Regions from separate parts of the Sus scrofa genome. Here region 2 is linked to region 1. The links are chromatin contacts, called in public Hi-C maps. All regions are on one chromosome and are shown on one strand. Each heading gives the region's core, a stretch centred on a gene start, on an enhancer-like site or on the middle of the called end of the contact. The rest is flanking DNA. Distances are from core to core; before and after follow the strand shown.

The links. Hi-C and Micro-C count contacts between places; a contact is called where the count stands out from the background.
Region 2: a Hi-C map of liver shows a contact between it and region 1, with 8 times the contacts expected there. The contact joins two enhancer-like sites. A contact is called at or near these places in 5 of 47 Hi-C or Micro-C datasets (embryonic fibroblasts, liver and skeletal muscle) and 1 of 2 datasets of contacts at active chromatin or transcription factors (skeletal muscle).

What each region holds. Positions count from the first base shown.
Region 1 is chr10:28,581,299-28,585,579 of Sscrofa11.1, forward strand. All of the region lies in intron 1 of LOC110255610 (a long non-coding RNA gene), which reads left to right. Among named protein-coding and RNA genes, the nearest start is that of GAS1, 74 kb to the left of the region's middle. Within about 2 kb of position 2,308, at least 25 of the 83 cell types and tissues checked have an H3K27ac peak or open chromatin away from gene starts, as enhancers often do. A contact at or near this core is called in liver, where this site is marked.
Region 2 is chr10:28,899,400-28,903,680 of Sscrofa11.1, forward strand. No RefSeq gene overlaps it. Among named protein-coding and RNA genes, the nearest start is that of ZCCHC6, 94 kb to the right of the region's middle. Within about 2 kb of position 2,187, at least 1 of the 83 cell types and tissues checked has an H3K27ac peak or open chromatin away from gene starts, as enhancers often do. A contact at or near this core is called in liver, where this site is marked.

The sequences.
Region 1 (4,281 bases), core at 1,058-3,557:
CATCAATTTGCTATGAGATTAGCTCATTCAGCTAAGAATACAGGTGAGTTTTAACTTCATCTGTAAGGCCCTTGATGGTAATAAGCTCTACATTGTGCTCACAGGCATGCTAATTCTGGACAATTTTAATAGACCAGTTCTTAAAACCTACATGCTAATTTCCTTTCATATTATGCACATGGAAAATAAACACCTATCTAGAGTATTAATCAAGATACTGTGATTTAGAATTTGGGAGGAAAGTTTGATCTATAAACCTTGAAATGAAGACCTTATAATAATCCTGTTCTAAAGAATTTATTCATGAAGAAATATTTTTGGGTATGTGTGTTGGTGGAGTTTCAGTGTCCTCTCCATCACTAAGCTGCATGAGGGCAAGGATCTTGTGTTGGTTTCTCCCCGCCCCCCAACCCCAACCCCCACCACTGCTCTTTTTGCAGAACCTAGATCAGTGCCTGAGATGTAAAAGGCATTCAACAAATACTGGGGGAATGAATGAATGCATGCATGCATGCATTGAAGACTCAAGCATGGGGTTTCTACTCTGTGTGGTTGACAGGGGGATTCCATGCTCATTATTGGAACATGCTGCTGGGGAATTCAGCCAGACTGGAAGATTTTCATCTTGAAATCTTGGTGGGCAGAGTACAATGGAAGATGTGCGTTCTTTTGACTGCTGTTTTTATTTCTGAGATGTGTTCCTAGAAGCTTTGCTAGGTGTCTCCTTTCCCTCTTCATAAATAGAGGGAGTGGACTTATGGTGTTTGTTTTCAAGGAAAGGGAGAATGTGTCCTTGGCTTTTCCAGGGCCACCTACATTTTACAGAGTAGCCAGGCAACCAGTACATCTTGGTTATTTGATTTAGAAAAATATTCACAGCCAATATTCTCTGAGGCTTAGAAAGTCCACGGATGTAAACAAATTTTTTTTTTTTTCTCAGCTCAGTCTCCGAATGGAAAGAAGCAAGGGTAAAATGCCATGTAATTGGTTTTTCTGGATCTGACATGATGGGGCCAAGGTGGATGGACTCTTGCGTTTTCCACCTCTAGGCTCCAGGAGGGGCACCTCTTGAATGGGCTTGCCTGGCCAATGCTGGCCACTCAGTGCCAGGAGAGGAGGAAAACAGGAGGCCCCCGGCAAATGGCCACTCCAGCCCAACCAAGATGGCAACCTGGGGCAGAAAGGGGTCCTGCCATGCCCTCGTGCCTTGGCTCACAACACCCCGGAAAGGAAGGCACGCCTTTTATCACCTCTTATTATAGATATGCACATACTCAGGTAGACAGCCAAAATTTATTCACTACATTTTTTCACTAAATAACCGGGGGAGATGGGAACAGAGTGAGGACTATTTGACTCTGGATCCCATTCCCTTAGTACAGAGTCTGGCATACTAACAGATGTTGCCCAATGTTTTTGAAGGTGGGAGTGACCAACCAGTCCTGGTCTGCCAAGATGTTATTGATTTTAACAGTGAACTCCAGATGTCCATGACAACTGGATGGTGGGGTCACTCTGTTCATAATGCCACAGAGTTGCTCACCAACTGGCAGAATTCTGAATTACGTTCGGTTTCCCTCTTGCAAATCTGGGTATCGTCCGTCTCATCAACCTGGGGGCATAAGATTTGCCAGAAGCAGACAAAGAAGTTTCTATTGTAAAAAAATCAATGTCTTTCTCGGACTGTTGGAAAATTCTTTGTTTTGTTTTTCGAATACCTGTCCGAATGATCAGTCAGCATGAAAAACTGAAAGCTTGTGAGTAGAAAAGAACAAACCCCAATAAGAAGCATGACAAATGATTTCAGTTACAGGGCTCATAGATTGCTTTCCTTCTCCAAAGTTATTTGCCAGGTGACTTATTGCAAACATACTGGCCAGTATGAAGGGATCCGAGGTTGTAGGTTGAATACTTTGATGTGAGAAGATAATTTTACAAGAAATAAATGACAGGGGAAAAAAAGATCATCAGAAATGTTCTCCTGCTCCCTTTCAGAAACAAGAATAAAATAGAGATTTGACCAAAGAAATATCCTGCCACTTAGCAATTCTGTTTTAAAATCCATTGTGCATTTGCAGAATTTCCTCAAATGAAATGCCACAATAAAGAATGCCCATTTTACAGTCCTAAACATATTTAATATACTGTTTTTACAACAGCTGTTGCTTTCACAGAACTTTAACCCTGTTGTGTAAATGCATCACCAGGAAAACACTCAGGTTGTCATGGAGACAACCTTAGCCAAGGCCCTTTGCTTGGTTGAACTGGTGTCAGCTTTCAGCCTCCCTGCATTCCAGTCTGGCATCAACCCCAGGCTACAGCTCAGACTTCATTAGAGGCCCTGATGAAGGACAGCACCGGAATCCGAAGCAATGACTAGAACTGTCTGACCGCTTTCTATCAACACACCTGATAGGAGAACTGAAAATTAATTCCAGAGGGAACGATGGTATTAATCAAGATTTTCTGGCATCTTCCTTGAAGAACGCCTGATCGATCCAGCTGTCGTTTTCTAGCTCATTTTAGGCCCACCTTTGTCTCAGCAGGGAGAGATAGCATTACAGCTGACATTTGGAAGATTATTTAAAGTATTGGGTGACAGAGGCCCCAAGTGTAAAGCCAAATTTTCAGTGTTCCTCAAAGAACTGGTGAAATTTCTATCACCCCATGAAGAAAATATAGAACCACAGCGGCATTAACTTCTGCCTGCTAACAACCCATGATAGCATCTTCTAGAAAATGTTGAATACTTTGACTTTAGCCGAAACAGAGCTTGAAGGGAAAGTGCAAAATCCATTGAATAAAAAGCAAAATTGATGGTAAGTGGTCCTTCTTGCAAAGCCTTGCAAAAGAGAGGGAAATGAAGTCCTATCTTGGCTAACCACTTCAGAGAGAAAATAAAAACAAAATACTTCTAAAATGGTTAGGTTTGGAGTTCCCGTCGTGGCTCGGTGATTAACGAATCTGACTAAACCATGAGGTTTTGGGTTCGACCCCTGGCCTTGCTCAGTGGGTTGAGGATCCAGCATTGCTGTGAGCTGTGGTATAGGTTGCAGAAGTAGCTCAGATCTGGCGTTGCTGTGGCTGTGGTGTAGGCTGGCGGCTACAGCTCTGATTAGACCCCTAGCCTGGGAACCTCCATATGCCATGAGTGCGGCCCTAGAAAAGACAAAAAAAAAAAAAAAAAAAAAAAAAAGAGCCTTGGCTCAGTAACAGGTGTGTCACAGTTGAGGTTACTTTACTTAATGGGCCGTAGCTGATATTCCAAACAAGATGTTTCAGAAATCTGTGGCATCATAAGAATTGTGAAATAGTAAGCAATGGCTTATTTGTCCTCTGTTCAAAGAGCTTAGTTAAGGCTCTGTTCTCATTGCCTCTAGGGCTTGATGTGACAGGGCTGAAGCTGAGAAAAAAAAATAAATGTTGATTTCCTGGCTTTAGCTTCCCAAATCCTGATCCCTGAGGCAAATACAAAGGGCTCCAATGGAGAGTAAATGCTTGGTCAAAACAAGACTATGAGCAGAGCTTCCTGCCGAACCCAGAACTTCTTTTTTTTTTTTTTTTTGTCTTTTTGCTATTTCTTTGGGCAGCTCCCGCAGCATATGGAGGTTACCAGGCTAGGGGTCTAATCGGAGCTGTATCCACCGGCCTACACCAGAACCACAGCAACGCAGGATCCGAGCCGCGTCTGCAACCTACACCACAGCTCACGGCAACGCCGGATCCTTAACCCACTGAGCAAGGGCAGGGACCGAACCCGCAACCTCATGGTTCCTAGTCGGATTCGTTAACCACTGCGCCACGACGGGAACTCCCAAACCCAGAACTTCTATGATTTCCCCGACTGAAGCAGATGATATGAAGAGGGAGGTAATGAGAGCAGAGAGGTGGGTGAGGCTGAGAGGGAACCACTGGATTTAATGGGGATGGAATGGAGAGGAAAAAGGACCATCTCAACAAAATGCTACCATGAGAGACTTGGTTTAAGTGTCCAGGCACTGGATGGGACTTAGAGGTCTAGTAACCAGACTCTTAGCCAGGCACACTTAGCAGAAGCACCTCTCAGTACCCCAATTCTCTCTCTCCCCGTCCAACCTACTAGTTGGCATAGACTTAGGTCTGCTGCCCAGACCTCATGGGAGTTTTACGTGTTGCTCATAATGCTTGTCTGCTGTGCACTGGCTGGGCACCCTGCCCCTCAACCACCTTTGTCCTCTGCATGAGAATCCAGGGCCAACTACCAGTCACTACCTGGGCCCAAGGCAAAAGGAAACAGACTGT
Region 2 (4,281 bases), core at 937-3,436, 320 kb after region 1:
TGGTTAGAATCAAAAAATTGGATAACAACAAATGTTGGAGGAGATGTGGAGGAATTGGAACCCTCATGCACTGACGGTGAGACTATAACATGGTGTTGTAGAAAACAATCTGGCAGTTCCCTTAAAATTTAAACATAGAGTTACCATATAACCCTGCAATTTCACTCCCAGGTATCTACCCCAAAGAAAAAGACATACAATCACACAAAAACATGTACACGAATTTTATAGCAACATTATTCCTAACGGCCAAAAGTGGAAGCAACTCAAATATCCATCACCTGATAAATAAAATGAGGTATATCCATACAATGGAATATTAATCAGTCCAGAAAGGAATAAAGTACTCATACACACTTCAGCATAGATGAGCCTTGAAAATGTGTCACGTGAAGGAGTTGATCACAAAAGGGCATACAGTGTATTATTTCATTCATGTAAAATGTTCAGAATGGGAACATCTACAGAGACAAACCAGAGAGTAGATTAGTGGTTTCTCAGGACTGAGTGAGGGTAGATGGAGGGAAAGGAGGGCTGGGGGTGATGAAAGATAAAACCTATGGAATTTCTTTTTGAGGTGATGAAAATGCTCTAAAAGTGTGCTAATGGTTACACATACTTGTGGACATGTGGAAAACCCACAGAATCCTTTACTTCAAATAGAGTGAACTGTATGATATATGAACTCTATCTCAACAAAGCTGTTTTTTAAAGGAAATACAAAAGAAGCTGTGAGTGTGATAAGAAACACTGACTGGCTGCCACAGGTAGAAGTGAATGGCAGGAGGACGCAGAAAGAATAAGAAGGGCTGTGCCGAACCCATGGTCCCACCCACTGGCAAGTTAGCAAAGCAAATGAGCAGCCTAAGATCCACGCAGCTGGCAAGACAGCATCAGAGCCCCTTCACTCGCTTAGTCATTCAACAAATGTTTAGAGAACACTTTCCATGTGCCAAGTTACGTTCTGAGAAAATGGAATAGAGCTGTGAACAATTATTCTTTTAAAAAGAGAGATGGTGAAGGATGATTACTGAAGCCTTGTGCTCCCCAAAACTGGAAACAATCTGACTGTCCCTAAGGAAATGGTTAAATAACCATGATAGAATTTTGTGCATCTGTGCATTTATTTTAAATTATTTTGAGGGAGTTCCCATTGTGGTTCAGTGGAAACAAACCCAACTAGTATCCATGAGGATGTGGGTTCAACTCTTGGTCCCACTCAGTGGGTTAAGGAACCAACATTACTGAAAGCTGCAGCATAGGTCACAGAGGCGGCTCAGATCTGGTGTTGCTGTGGCTGTGGTATAGGCTGGCAGCTGCAGCTCCAGTTCTACCCCTAGCCTGGGAATTTCCATATGCCACAGGTGCAGCCTTAAAAAGAAAAAAAAAATACACACACACACCCCTATATTTTGAAATCTCTATCAATGGACCTGCTATTATTTTGAACTGTGTGAAATTACCAATCTTACGGATCAAAATAGTCAAATATTGGGAACATCATATATTGTTACATTAAAAAAAAATGCATTGCATGTAGCCTGCGATGTAGCCATCGATTGTAACGATTGTAACCATGGTACCACTCTGTGTAGGGAATCTATGCTGTGCAGAGGCAGGGGATTTATGGCAACGCTATGCACCTGCCAATCAATTTTGTTGTGAACCTAAAACTGCATTTTAGAAATGAAGTCTGTTAATTTTTTTAAAATGCACACTACTGTGTTTAACAATATATGTATCTACGTTTGTATATGTTTTCACTAAGATAGGGAAAATGTGAAAGATAAATATAAAAATAAATATTTGGCTGTTACTATTGTGTGTGTGTATAGGTGTGTGTGCGTGTGCATGCGTGTGCATGTGTGTTGAGGAAGTACTGTTTTTTACATATCTTCACATTAGTTCAGTTGTGACAACAGTTATGTATTACTTTCATAATTAATGAACACAATTGAAAATTACAAAGAAGAAAGAACACTACGGGGGTGCTTTGGGAACCAAATCCATGATCCAGGTTCACAGTCCTTTATCTTCCAGTTTAGTTTTATGGTCAGACTGTCTAGACGTGAACACCCACCATAGGCTAAGGAAGCGTCATAGAAATGGGAATTAGCTGTGGCTCTGGAACTGTCTCGATAGCTACTCAAAACACAGGAAAAATAGTTTTGTAACACTTGTGATAAGACTACCGTACAAAGATTGATCACTTGACGTCATTAAAACATGGGCCCTTTGTGTGGACTTTTGAGGGCAAAGAACTCCAGAGGTATTTTACATGCAACATGAACTATGAGATAGGAAATCAGCAGAGAAAAGACTCCAGTACACTCGTATGTACCTTGATGGATCCCACTTACTAACTCTTACACCAAATGTCAAACATTCACTTGAGCCTGGAACAGACTTGGAACAAAGAGGCTATCTTTTTTTTTTTTTTAATGAAATGCACTTTATATCATGTTCCTCCCGGGGACCTAAGAACTTTGGCAGCATCACAACTTGAGAGGCAAGGCAGGATCATGGTGACAGGCACAATCTCTGACCACAGGATGCCTGGGTTCAAACCTTAGCTCTGCCGTTCACTGACATGGACAATTCCCTCCACCTTCACGTGCATCCAGTTCGTTCATGGACAATGAAAAGCTCCTCTAGGGACTATTATGAGGATTAAACGTGCCAATAAGGTAAAGCATTTAAAATTGTGCCTGGCATTAAGCCTTGGGATTAATGTTTTGGGGCATTAAAAACTTCTCACAAAAGGGAACCCTCCCTCCTATACTGTTGGCAGGAATGTAAATTAGTGCAGCCGCAATGGAGAGCAGTATGGAGGTTCCTTAAAAAACTAAAAATAGAGTGGTCATCTGATTTAGCAATCCCACTCCTGGGCATAGAGCTAGACAAAATTCTAATTCAAAAAGATGCACCCTGGTGTTCACAGCAGCACTGTTTACGATAACCAGGACATGAAAGCAACCTAAATGTCCATTGACAGATGAATGGATAAAGAAGATGTGAGATATACATGAATATTACTCAGCCATAAAAAAGAATGAACTAATGCCATTTGCAGCAACATGGATGTACGTACTTAATACTTATCATATTACGTGAAGTCAGAGAAAGATGAATATCATATAATATCACATTAATATATGTAATCAAATGCTGGAAATGAACTTATTTACAAAACTGAAACAGACTCACAGACATAGAAAATAAGCTTATGGTTATCAAAAAGGAAGGGGGGAGGCATAAACTAGGAGTTTGGGATTAGCAGATACAAACTATTACATATAAAACAGATGAAAAACAAGGACCCACTGTAATAACACAGGGAACAACATTCAATAACTTGTAATAAACTATAATGTAAATGAATCTGAAAAAGAATATATATATTAAACTGACTCACTTTGCTATACACCAGAAACTAACACAACTGTAAAATCAGCTATGCTTCAACAAAACAAAATAAAACAACTTCACACACCTTTGGCACATTTTTCAAAAAGGATATTATGTATTATTTTCTCTCAGTCACTCTCTCTTTCTCTCACGCGCACACACACACATATTGATTGACTTCTGCCTGCTGGGCACTGTGCTAGGCACTCAGAAGAATGAATGAATGAATGAATATATAAAGCTCACAATTTCTGTGTTTGATGGTCCACTGCACATTTCAAAGCATGCATATAAAAACCTATATTATGAATCACTATATTGGAGTTCCTGTTATGGCTCAGCAATTAACGAATCTGACTAGCATCCATGGGGACTCCGGTTCGATTCCTGGCCTGGCTCAGTGGGTTGGGGATCTGGCATTGCTGTGAGCTGTAGTGTAGGTTGCAGGCATGGCTCAGATCCTGCATTGCTGTGGCTGTGGGGTAGGCCAGTGGCTACAGCTCCGATTCGACCCCTGGCCTGGGAACCTCCATGTGCCGCAGCTGCAGCCCTAAAAAAAAAAAAATCATTATTTTTTTCAAAGCAGAAGACAAGCAGAAATTGCAATGGTTATATAATTAGTGGTGAAAGAATACACAAGTTTGAAAGGCGACAGCATAAACTAGATCCTCAGCAGGGAACACCACTAATATAAGTATGACTACAGGGCTTGACATCCCAACTTGCCATTCATGGTGTGACTATAAATTACTAAGGCTAAATCCACCATCTGGAGCAGAAATTTGACCTGGTTACTTTATGAGTTTGGTGAGTGACATCAATGCTTGGCCAAGTTTAGAGCACTGTGTCTGCAGGTAACCATGCAAATTCACA